Linked DNA regions of Hordeum vulgare: region 1 is linked to region 2. Evidence: chromatin contacts called from public Hi-C data. All regions are on one chromosome and are shown on one strand. Each heading gives the region's core, a stretch centred on a gene start, on an enhancer-like site or on the middle of the called end of the contact. The rest is flanking DNA. Distances are from core to core; before and after follow the strand shown.

What was found. Hi-C and Micro-C count contacts between places; a contact is called where the count stands out from the background.
Region 1: a contact with region 2 is called in a Hi-C map of leaf, with 4 times the contacts expected there. The contact joins the promoter of LOC123427490 here to the promoter of LOC123427475 in region 2. A contact is called at or near these places in 2 of 6 Hi-C or Micro-C datasets (leaf and seedling).

Annotation. Positions count from the first base shown.
Region 1 is chr1H:149,741,268-149,746,372 of MorexV3_pseudomolecules_assembly, reverse strand. It overlaps LOC123427490 (probable serine/threonine-protein kinase PBL7), which reads right to left and starts at 2,708. Exons shown (of 5, transcript XM_045111565.1): 1 at 2,093-2,708; 2 at 1,403-1,538. The coding sequence starts at 2,569.
Region 2 is chr1H:149,061,438-149,066,379 of MorexV3_pseudomolecules_assembly, reverse strand. It overlaps LOC123427475 (thioredoxin-like 2, chloroplastic), which reads left to right and starts at 1,859. Exons shown (of 4, transcript XM_045111532.1): 1 at 1,859-2,284; 2 at 2,861-3,049. The coding sequence starts at 2,120.

The DNA of each region.
Region 1 (5,105 bases), core at 1,459-3,958, 680 kb before region 2:
TTGTGCGTTGGCTAGTGTTGCATGGCATGCTGTTAGCAGCTTTTGCCACAAGTGGATTACCATGGAATTTATGCCCCGATTTGGGTGACGTGTCAGTATCAGATTTCTTAGTTTATAGAGTAGTCTTGCTTGGTGAGTTATTATCTGGATCTTTTGGTCTCTTCCTTTTTGGTTGAGATCATTTTTCTTGATGATGTAATAAACTTCGTAATAAGTTTGGCTGTATGCATCTATGATGAGGCCAGGGCTAATAAACACTTCCATAGTCTTCTAAAAAAAATCCTAGCCCCTTGTTTGGTTTGAGGAATGGAATGGTTGGTCCATCCAGTACCACATCTAACTACATAGCTTTAGTTATAAATGTGGGATTGGGCCATGCCACCAATTTTGAGGGATCAACCATGATAGACCAACTAACGCGATGATGGATTGGTGTTCCTGAAAACCAAATAGCCCCAATAATGTACCAACGTTATTCCTCACAAAGCCTCAATGGAGCTGTAAACAAGTTATCCTGCATTAGCACTATGTGAAAAATGCTTTCCATGATCTCTACCACACATTCAAACATCAAACGATAACAATGATACTGAAAAAGCAATTGAGCATTACCATAACCTCAATAAATAGAAAAAATTCTACTCCCTCCGGTCCTTTTTACTCCGCATATTAGATTTATCTCAAATCAAACTTTACAAACCTTGACCAAATGTATATTAAAAACTATCAACATGTGCAGTACAAAATATATATACTATGAAACTACATTTCATAATGAATCTAACAATATTGATTTGGTATTGTGAATGTTGATACTTTTTTCTATAAATTTGGTCAAAGTAACAATACTTTGACTTCGAACAAAACTTATATGCAGACTAACAAGGATCGGAGGGAGTACTTTACAACAATCAACCCTTACCAAAGCTCACTTTACAACCCTAAACTCCTATATCGTTTATTTTTAATCCCTAACGATGAAATCCATCAACTCTACAACATCGGTCCCGACTCAGGTGGTTTCATGCTGACTCAGATGCCATGTGGCGAACAACCTGGACAACTTATCCAAACCTGTTGACTACCACATCAGCAAACTGCATTAAATATATTTTTCTCTAAATAGCACCCAGGTTGTGGGTGCCGGGCTCGCCCACGGGCACCCAGGTTGTAACAGCTAAACTCTCTTTTCTCTCTTAATGAATTGACACACAATTCTCATGTGTGCTCTGGGAAAAAAAATGCAAACTAACACTAGGGATATAGATCCCGCCCAAATAAGATACATGTTCTGATGTTTCAATGTTGTGGGACTTAAGTAACAAAGTCAAACACCTTTCATGATCTGTGCACATCAAATGGACAAGCACATATATATTTGATGTAATAAAGATGGTCATACCTCCATTTGGGTAAAGATGCTCCTGGAGACACCCATTGGCCATGAACTCATACACCAGTAGGCGGTGTCCACCCTCTGAGCAATGGCCAATCAAGCCCAACAAATAAGATGATCGAAGCCGACTCAACAGCTCAACCTACATAAAGATCACATCCGAATAAACATCAACAAATTTCTAAATTTACCAGCCACACACCTAATTAGTTGATAAGGATTTAGTAAGCCAAATAGCACCAACCCCTAGCTAAAATTCAGAATATTACAACCTGCCATATAGTCAAGACTACAAACATTCAAGCCTTCGTGACTAAGCTCCTCATATATTTGGTTTGATTCAATAAACAAAATCTGGTTTGAAGCCAAGACAACTAAGAAACCAACAAATAGCTGAAAGCCTGAAAGCATCCAGAAAAATGACACCCAAAATCTCCTAACAATCTAGCTGAACTAAAAAACATCTGTCCTTCACCACCATATGATTCACAATTTTTCTTTTCACAAAGGGCAAGCCAAAACAAACCCCACAGCGACCCCATTTCCGCTCAGCAAACACCGTGATTTCTCCATTCAAACGGGACAAACTTGGCCGTGGTAGAATGGCCACTTGAAGAACCAGCATTTACCATTAGCATTATGTACTCGAAATGCACAATTCGTACCACTACAACGTCACGGCCCAGACCAGCTCACCTCCATCTCAAACTCCTCCTCGCCCTGCTTCCCGGGGCGGTCCATGAGCTTGACCGCGACCTTCCTCCCATCGGGGAGCAGCCCGCGGTAGACGGCCCCGAAGCTCCCCTGCCCCACCATATGCGCCCGGCCGAAGCCGCCCGTCGCCGCGTGCAGTTGCCTGTAGCCAAACACCTGCACGCCCCTGTCGATGCCGACCACCAGCGCCCCAGCCGCGGCCCCGTCGCTGGCGGAGTTGCTGGACGGGCTCTCCTTCCCCTGCGGCGGGATCACGGCAGCCGGCAGGGGCAGTGGGGGAGGCGAGGAGGAGCGCTTGGGGAGTGGGTGCGAGTTGAGGCGGCGGGAGACCTTGCGGGTGATGTAGCAGTAGTAGGCAAAGGCGGCGATGAGAGAGAGGAGCGAGAGCGCAGCGAGGGAGACGATGACAATGAGCGCCACCGACTCCTCGCGCTTGTAATCGTCGCCGCCGCTCGACATTAGCGCGGGGGCTCGCCAGAAGGAACCCTAGGTCTGAGGGTTTGGGGAGAAGGGGAGTGTGATTTGGGGAGGCCGGCGAGGGTTTTGGGGGGGGGGGGGGGGGGGTGGGAGTGGCGGAGCGGAATGGAGACAGTGGAGTGGAGCTGCGTGGTGGCGGAAGCTCTCCTTTTCTTTATGCGCGGACACCGAGGTTTCACACGGTGGGAAGTGGTGGGACCACATAGTCAGTGAGGGAGAGCTCCTAAGAGGGAAAATGGAGGAGTGTCAAAAAATAATAAAATCATAGGAAGTGACATGCCATGCATCTTAATTTCTATAATATATTTTTTGACCCTGATAAATGCACACGTGTGGGCTAAAGGTGTGGGCTAAAGAGGAACGGTCGAACGTTTCTGCATCAACAGATTGCCACGTCACCGCATACATGTATGTGAGAATTTTTTGGGGTTTTCTAGTTTTTTAAAATGGTTTATCTCTTAAATGAAAAATCTGATTGAAAATTCGTTTTTATTAAATCCGTCACGACAAGATCTTCGAAACTAGATCTCATATCAATATGTTTTGATGATTTTTTTGAATAAAAGTTGTAGTATGTATTGTACATAAATTGCATGATGTTTACACTAAAGTTGCCATGATATGTTTCAACTACTTTTCTTCTACATTCAAAGTAAAAAAAGTTGACATATCATAGAAAAGGGAATTAAGAAACAAAACTTGTCATGATGAATTACTAAAATTTGTCATGATCCATGAAATAATTTTGACATGGTTCATAATTCAAAAGAAATTTGTCATCAATTATTTTAAAAATGCATGGTCAATGATTCAAATTTATCATGAACCATAAAATAAAATTGTCATGGTGAATTTCTTAAATTTGTCATGATATATGCATTAAAAAATTCATGGTCCATGCAAAAAATAATTTTCATGACTAAAATACTATAATTGACATAGTCAAAATACTAAAATTGCCATGATCTATAAACTAAATTTGCCATGATGAATTACTAAAAATTGTCATGATTCATGAATTAAATTTGTCGTGGTTAATTAATAAAAAAATTCATGGTCAATTAATAAAAATGGTCGTAAAAAGTAGTTGAAATACAATGGTAGCTTAAAATCTAGAAGAAGAAACTAGATGAAACATGTCATGGCAACTTTAGTGTAAACGCTATGGCAAATTCAGTGTAAACATCATGGCAACTTTTTGCCCAAAAATATCGTTGAAACATATCAATATGAGAACTAGTTTTGAAGATCTCGTCGAGATGGATTTAATGATGAAAATTGATTCAAATTGGATTTATCATTTAAGAGCTAAAACATTTTTAAGTCCGAGAAACTAAAAAGATTCCGTTGATGTTATCTATTTGATGTGGCAAGATGGATGTTTATAAAGGCGTGTGGACCATCTTGCTTCATGCCACACGTATGGCACTTATTAGTTGGTTTTTTTCCTTTAAAATGTGAATGGTTGGTTCTTATCCTACATAAAAATAGGAATCCATTTATACAAACCAAAAGGCTCCAAACAAAATTATACTTTGAAAATCTTGTCATCTATAATTCCTACAAAATCGTACAAACCAAAGGAGGCCTTAAGAGGAATGTCTTCTTTTCTTCAAACAGTAACGAAGGACAAGGCTTGTCCTCTAAAGGTTTCTTTGATTCAAAGGATTCTCAAAGGAACTTTAAAGGATTATGATCCTTAGGATGTTTTCCTATGTGGGTTGTTTGATTCATAGGATTGTAAATCATAGGAATTTTTTCATAGGATTCATCTGCGCTCGATTTCATAGGAATTTTTTCATCCACTCAAACATCTCTGAAAGGATCCTAGTTTTTCCTACACACAATCAAACACTCATACAATCATGTAGGATTCAAGATGACATGCCACTCCTGAAAGTGCATGCTATGCCCCTAATCGTCTTTTGGTGTTAATGACAACACATACATAGGAAACTAATCATATTTGTTGAGTGTATCTCAGGATGGCAAGTACTTTAAGTAGATTGATATTTATGTGCCGAAGGTTGTCTAAAAAGATTGGTGATTTATATTTCGAGAAGGCTCGGGACTAAGAAGAGATGATGTAGAGTAGTCTTTTGAGTTTACTCATATTGAGTATAGGGGTCCCGCACTATTAAGAGGGGATCACAGGTTTTGCGATAAACTTGCTCATACCACATCTCTACTATCATACCAAACACCACATACTATCCACTCTGTCTTTAATTCAATACATGTCCAATTGCCTCGGACATCTGGCTCCCTGTGGATGTCCGAGGGCCGGACGTCCGGCTGGCTTCGGAAATCCGCAGCCCGTCACCAGGAGTTTGTGAGGCATATAACTCGGAAATCCGGCTCCCTCCGGACGTCCGAGGGCCAGACGTCCGGCCAAGCTCCGGAAATCCGGAAGTCTACACCAGTAGAATTTGTGCTCTATATCTCGGAAATCCGGCTCCCTCCGAACGTCCGAGCGCCGGACGTCCGACCCCCATCGGAAATCCGGAAGCCACCACCA
Region 2 (4,942 bases), core at 610-3,109:
ATGATTATCGTCCTAAGAGTATAGATGGTCGATATATAACTATCTCCATAAGCATATAAATGGACAATGGAGTGTTGACATCATCCTTATAGCAAACAAAATACAATTTATTTTTTGGCATATGCTAGCTTTACCGAAAAACATGGGGCACATGTTGATGCTCAAAAGTGGCACAATCATAGAAGTAGATTAATTTATGTCAAGATTACTTGAAACTTATGATTGAAAGTCACTATTGGATGGATCTCTTTGACAAGATCAAGGTGGATACGAAGATGGTCCAAAACGGAGATCAGATGCAAAATTTAAGATATTTTTCAGAAATGCTCGTGTTAACGCCACATTATCAAATGGCATGAAACATAATTAAGACGGCCTCGGGTGGAAAAGTGTTCTAAATAGAAGTTGTTCATCTCGTCAAAATGAACGGTTTTTTATACAAATCGTCTTAATCCAAAGTCGTGTGCAAAAGTTAGAGCCCAAACTATGCACTGCTGCAGTACATTGCCGGATCGTCCGGGCGGGGAGCCGGATCGTCCGACTGACGACCGGATGAACGTCCGGGATATCATACTGGAAGACAATATAATGTTGAGGACAAAGCCGAATGATCTGGGATGAGACCCATATGATCCGAGCAATTATGTGTTCGGACATCGGGACCATTTTCTTGATGCAGACCTTAGAAAAACATCCGAGACCCCTTTCAAGATGACCTCAAATAAAAAAAAAGTTCAACACAAAAGTTCTTTTCATCAAAATGGTTAAATTTTGGATCTTCATCCAAGTTGGTATTTCGCCTCTAGAAGCCAAAAACTGTACTGTTCTCTCATATCACTGTGCGTTCGGTTTATATGGTCCAGTTTATACGTTTTTTCGTTTGTATGGTATCAAATTAATATATGGTTCAATTTCAGTATATACCCAATTACTTTGGTATGGTTCTGGTATATACCATAAAAGCCAGAGTTGACGCAAATTTGAAAATGGCATATAATAATTTACAAATTTATAACTCAAAACATATACCTTTTTACACAAAGAGCACATAACTATATGCAAGTGTATATGCATGCATGGATTCGATGGTTATGGACATACTTAGTATTCTTTTAAAGATAAATGTGACTAGGTTACAAGAAAAATGGATGTGCTTAATATGAAATCCGGCTCTTGTACAAAAAATGACTAGTTATATGGTTGTTCGCCTTAAGATACATAAATATATTTTTATTTCAATTTATTCAGTTAACTATTCGGTTTTTCGGTGTATATCATAAAAACCAAAGTTTAAAACGGTATAAAAAGTTCATACCACATCGAAACCATAACCATAAATTTATAAAATTGGGTTTCTTTGATTTATTTCGGTATGTTTTTAGGTGCGATTTTAAAATGCACAAAGTGAGTCTCAGATATATCTAAATCTAAGTTCGGTTCATTTTGGAAGGATTTGGACGAGATTTGGAGTCCCTTTCTTGTATGGAGTTGTATGGTTTTTCTTGTATGGTTTTTCGGTGTATATCTCCTTTGACTTGAGTTGCAGTTTATCACCCCAACGTCGAGGTACACGGTGATTTGTTTGTGTGCGAACAGAAGTTAGTGCTAGAGGGGGTTTCTTTAAAGTGGATTATGTTCAGGGCGTAAGTGCAAAATGTAACATCAAAGTGTGTGGAATTCCACGTCAATCTGTACGCACCACACGTTTTACATCTAACGGTTCAGGATGCTCAGCTGGAACCCAGATCTTCGTCGAGCAAGGCCGTTTTCAAATTCTAAATTTCGAATGGGACAAGCTACTGTCTGTCACCCGGGCCCCACTCATTAGTGGCAGTGTGGCATTCAGCTCCCCATCCACGCGAAAGAGCCAGCCGCTACCATCTCCACCACACGGCCACAATCTCTGACCCGCCCTCCTCCCTCCACCGCAGCCAAGGAAGGAGGCGGTGGCCGGTGGACACGGCAGGAGCCGACTAGTGCCTGTGCCGCATACAGTCAACTTGCAGTGACGCCTCCTCGGATGCTCCCGGCTCCGACACCAAATAGTTCGGTGGTTGCGGCGCCGGTCTAAGCGGGCTCGCCGGAGTCGTTGGCCCCGTCCCGCAGCGACGCAGAGCACATGGCCGAGGCCCTCCTCCACCACCTCCCCCGCCGCTTCGGCGCTTCCACCTCCGCCTCGTCGTCGCCGTCCTCCCACGGGGTCCTCTCACCCGCCCCGCGCGCCGACCCGCGGGTCACGCGCTTGGCGGCTGCCGCCCCGCCTGGGCGGCCACGCCGGCTCATGGTACGCGCGCGCTCTTTTTCTCCTGTTGTTTCCTCAGAGAGGATTTATGCGTCCTTGGGTTTTCGCGCTGTTGTGATGGGGCAAGTTTGAGTCTCATGTAGGGTTTGGAGGTTTGGGAACGTGGGGTTGCAGAAGTCTTCTGATCGTTTAATTGTGGTTTCGTTCTGGATACAGTAGATAGAGTATCCTGATTAGTTTGCTGATTCACGCGGAGGATTTTGTTATTATTTAAGCAAAACAGATGCACCTACATGCCATAGATTAATTTGTGATGTTGGAATGAGTTTAACCGGTGGCATTTACGCCACTATTTTCTTGATTGGGCCATATGAATCACATTTAGAATCAACATCACCTTACCTCTCCCCTAGAATTGTATGTGCCCATATTGGATGTTGTGAATGTACTTCAAACTATGTTACTTCATCCTTGGTTGAAGTTATTTATGATGTGCTGAAACTAGAAAGGCTTCTTGTATTGACATGCTTGGGGCATGGATAGGGTTACTGCTTAATTTATGCAGCTGAGTGCTTGGAGTGTTTGATCTCTTTGGACTTTCCATTGTTCTCGTGCCAGGCCCATGCCGCAGTACGTTCAGAGACTGGTGAACAGCCAAAATGGTGGGAAAAGAATGCTGGTGCAAATATGTTTGACATACACTCCACACAGGAGTTTTTGGATGCACTAAGGGATGCAGGCGACAGGCTTGTTATTGTAGAGTTTTATGGAACTTGGTGTGGTTCTTGCCGGGCACTCTTCCCAAGGGTAATTACCATTAATTTGTACTGATATGTATGCACCTATGTGCCATTTGATTTTCTCATGGCTTGATTGCCTGTTATTGCAAATTTTGTTTCTCACATGTGTAGTTATGACGTTAACGTTACATAGTTTTCTGGATCATTTAGAAGGTATGTTGCTTGTGTAGTACTGTAGTCTGTTTGTTTCTTGATCTTGTTCCCAAGTTACCAATGACCCTGTACAGAAACAGGGAAACATGTTCCTTTCCATTTTATAATTGGTAGATTGGTATTGACAATCTTTACAAGACTAGGATGCTAGATCTAAAGCAGTATTCTCTCGTTTCAGAATGTAAGGATTATAGTTTTTGAAATCTTGTTCCAAAATATAAGGCTTGCATGTAGAATGAATAACTTTTTCTCTTTCGTCGTCATTTTTCTCCCCTCTCTCCTTAAATTTTTATGCATAGACACACACATACGACATATTATCTCTCTTATTCAGAAGACATTAGCACCATGGATACCATGATCATAACTCATGTATTCTCTTTGTTACATAACCCTAGTACCTATGCATGACCAAACCTAGTCTCACAAAGAGATATCTACTATATCACTACGCTCCCTAAGGGGTGCCTCTCATTCAGTTGAGGACAATGGTTTTGATTGGATTCCCAATTTTAACTTGGTCAATAAATTTTCAAGGAGCTCTCTCGTCCAAGTGAGATGTTCGATTTTTAATTTGGTTCATGATTTTGACTGGTCAATGATTTTTGACTTGGTCAATAATTTTTCAAGGAGCTCTCTCATCCAAGTGAGGCGTTCAATTTTAAATTTGGTTCATGATTTTGACTGTTCAATGATTTCTCCAATCAATCAGCAACAACCAGCTTATAAAAATATATTTGTCTCGCACAGGCTCTCATCACTTGATAAAAAATAAATGCCAACATGCAATGCTGTAGCACCAATATGATTTTGGATTGAGTTCCCAATTTTTTATTTGGTCCAAAAATTCTCAAGGAGCTCTCTCATTCTAGTAGTGTTAATTTTGAATTTGGTTCACGGTTTTGACTGGTAAATTATTTCTCAAATCAATTCGTACCAACCAGCTTATAAAATTATATCAGTCTCGCACCCTCTCATCACCTGGCAAATAATAAATGCCAACATGTGGCACTGTAGCACCAATATAGTACATGTGGTCACCACTTGGGTTAATTCACAAATAACACAAAATTACATCCCAGAAAGACACCATCAAAATACTGCATTAAAGAAAACTGCATTAAAGAGACCATCAAAATACTGCATTAAAGAAAACTGCATCAAAATACTTCAGACACCAATCGCGCCGCGAAGCGCACCCAATCCTTCTAATTAAGGGACTGTGGGCATGATGTATCACAGTCTCATGTTCAGACTAAGATGAGGATGAGATTCTCTAAATGATGTTACTGTTCCTGTTGAACTAATTGGGGATAGGAAAAGGTGATTCATCATTCTTTAGCAATCCACATCGTGATGAAATCTTAATAGGTTTCGGTAAGTCGTCAGATGTTACCGTTCTCTAAAATAGAAGAGAATTATTGATTGATCGCTGAATAGCTGAATAGTATGATGCCTTGAAGATGCTTTAGAGGTTATGGACATATAGTGTTCAATTAAGGCGGCCCTGTTTGATAGCTCAGTATTTTCTAGTACTATGTATCTTGAGAATACTACAGTTTTTCTAATGACTACAGTTTTAATTACAGTGGGCTGTTTGGCTATAACTGAAAACTGTATTATTAATACTACAGTTTTTGCAAAACCACAGTATTTCCTCTGTCTAAAAAAAAGAGCCCCTGACCTCTTTTTTAAAAACTGAGCATGTGAAAAAACAACCCACTCACTATATTCTTCCTCACTCTTA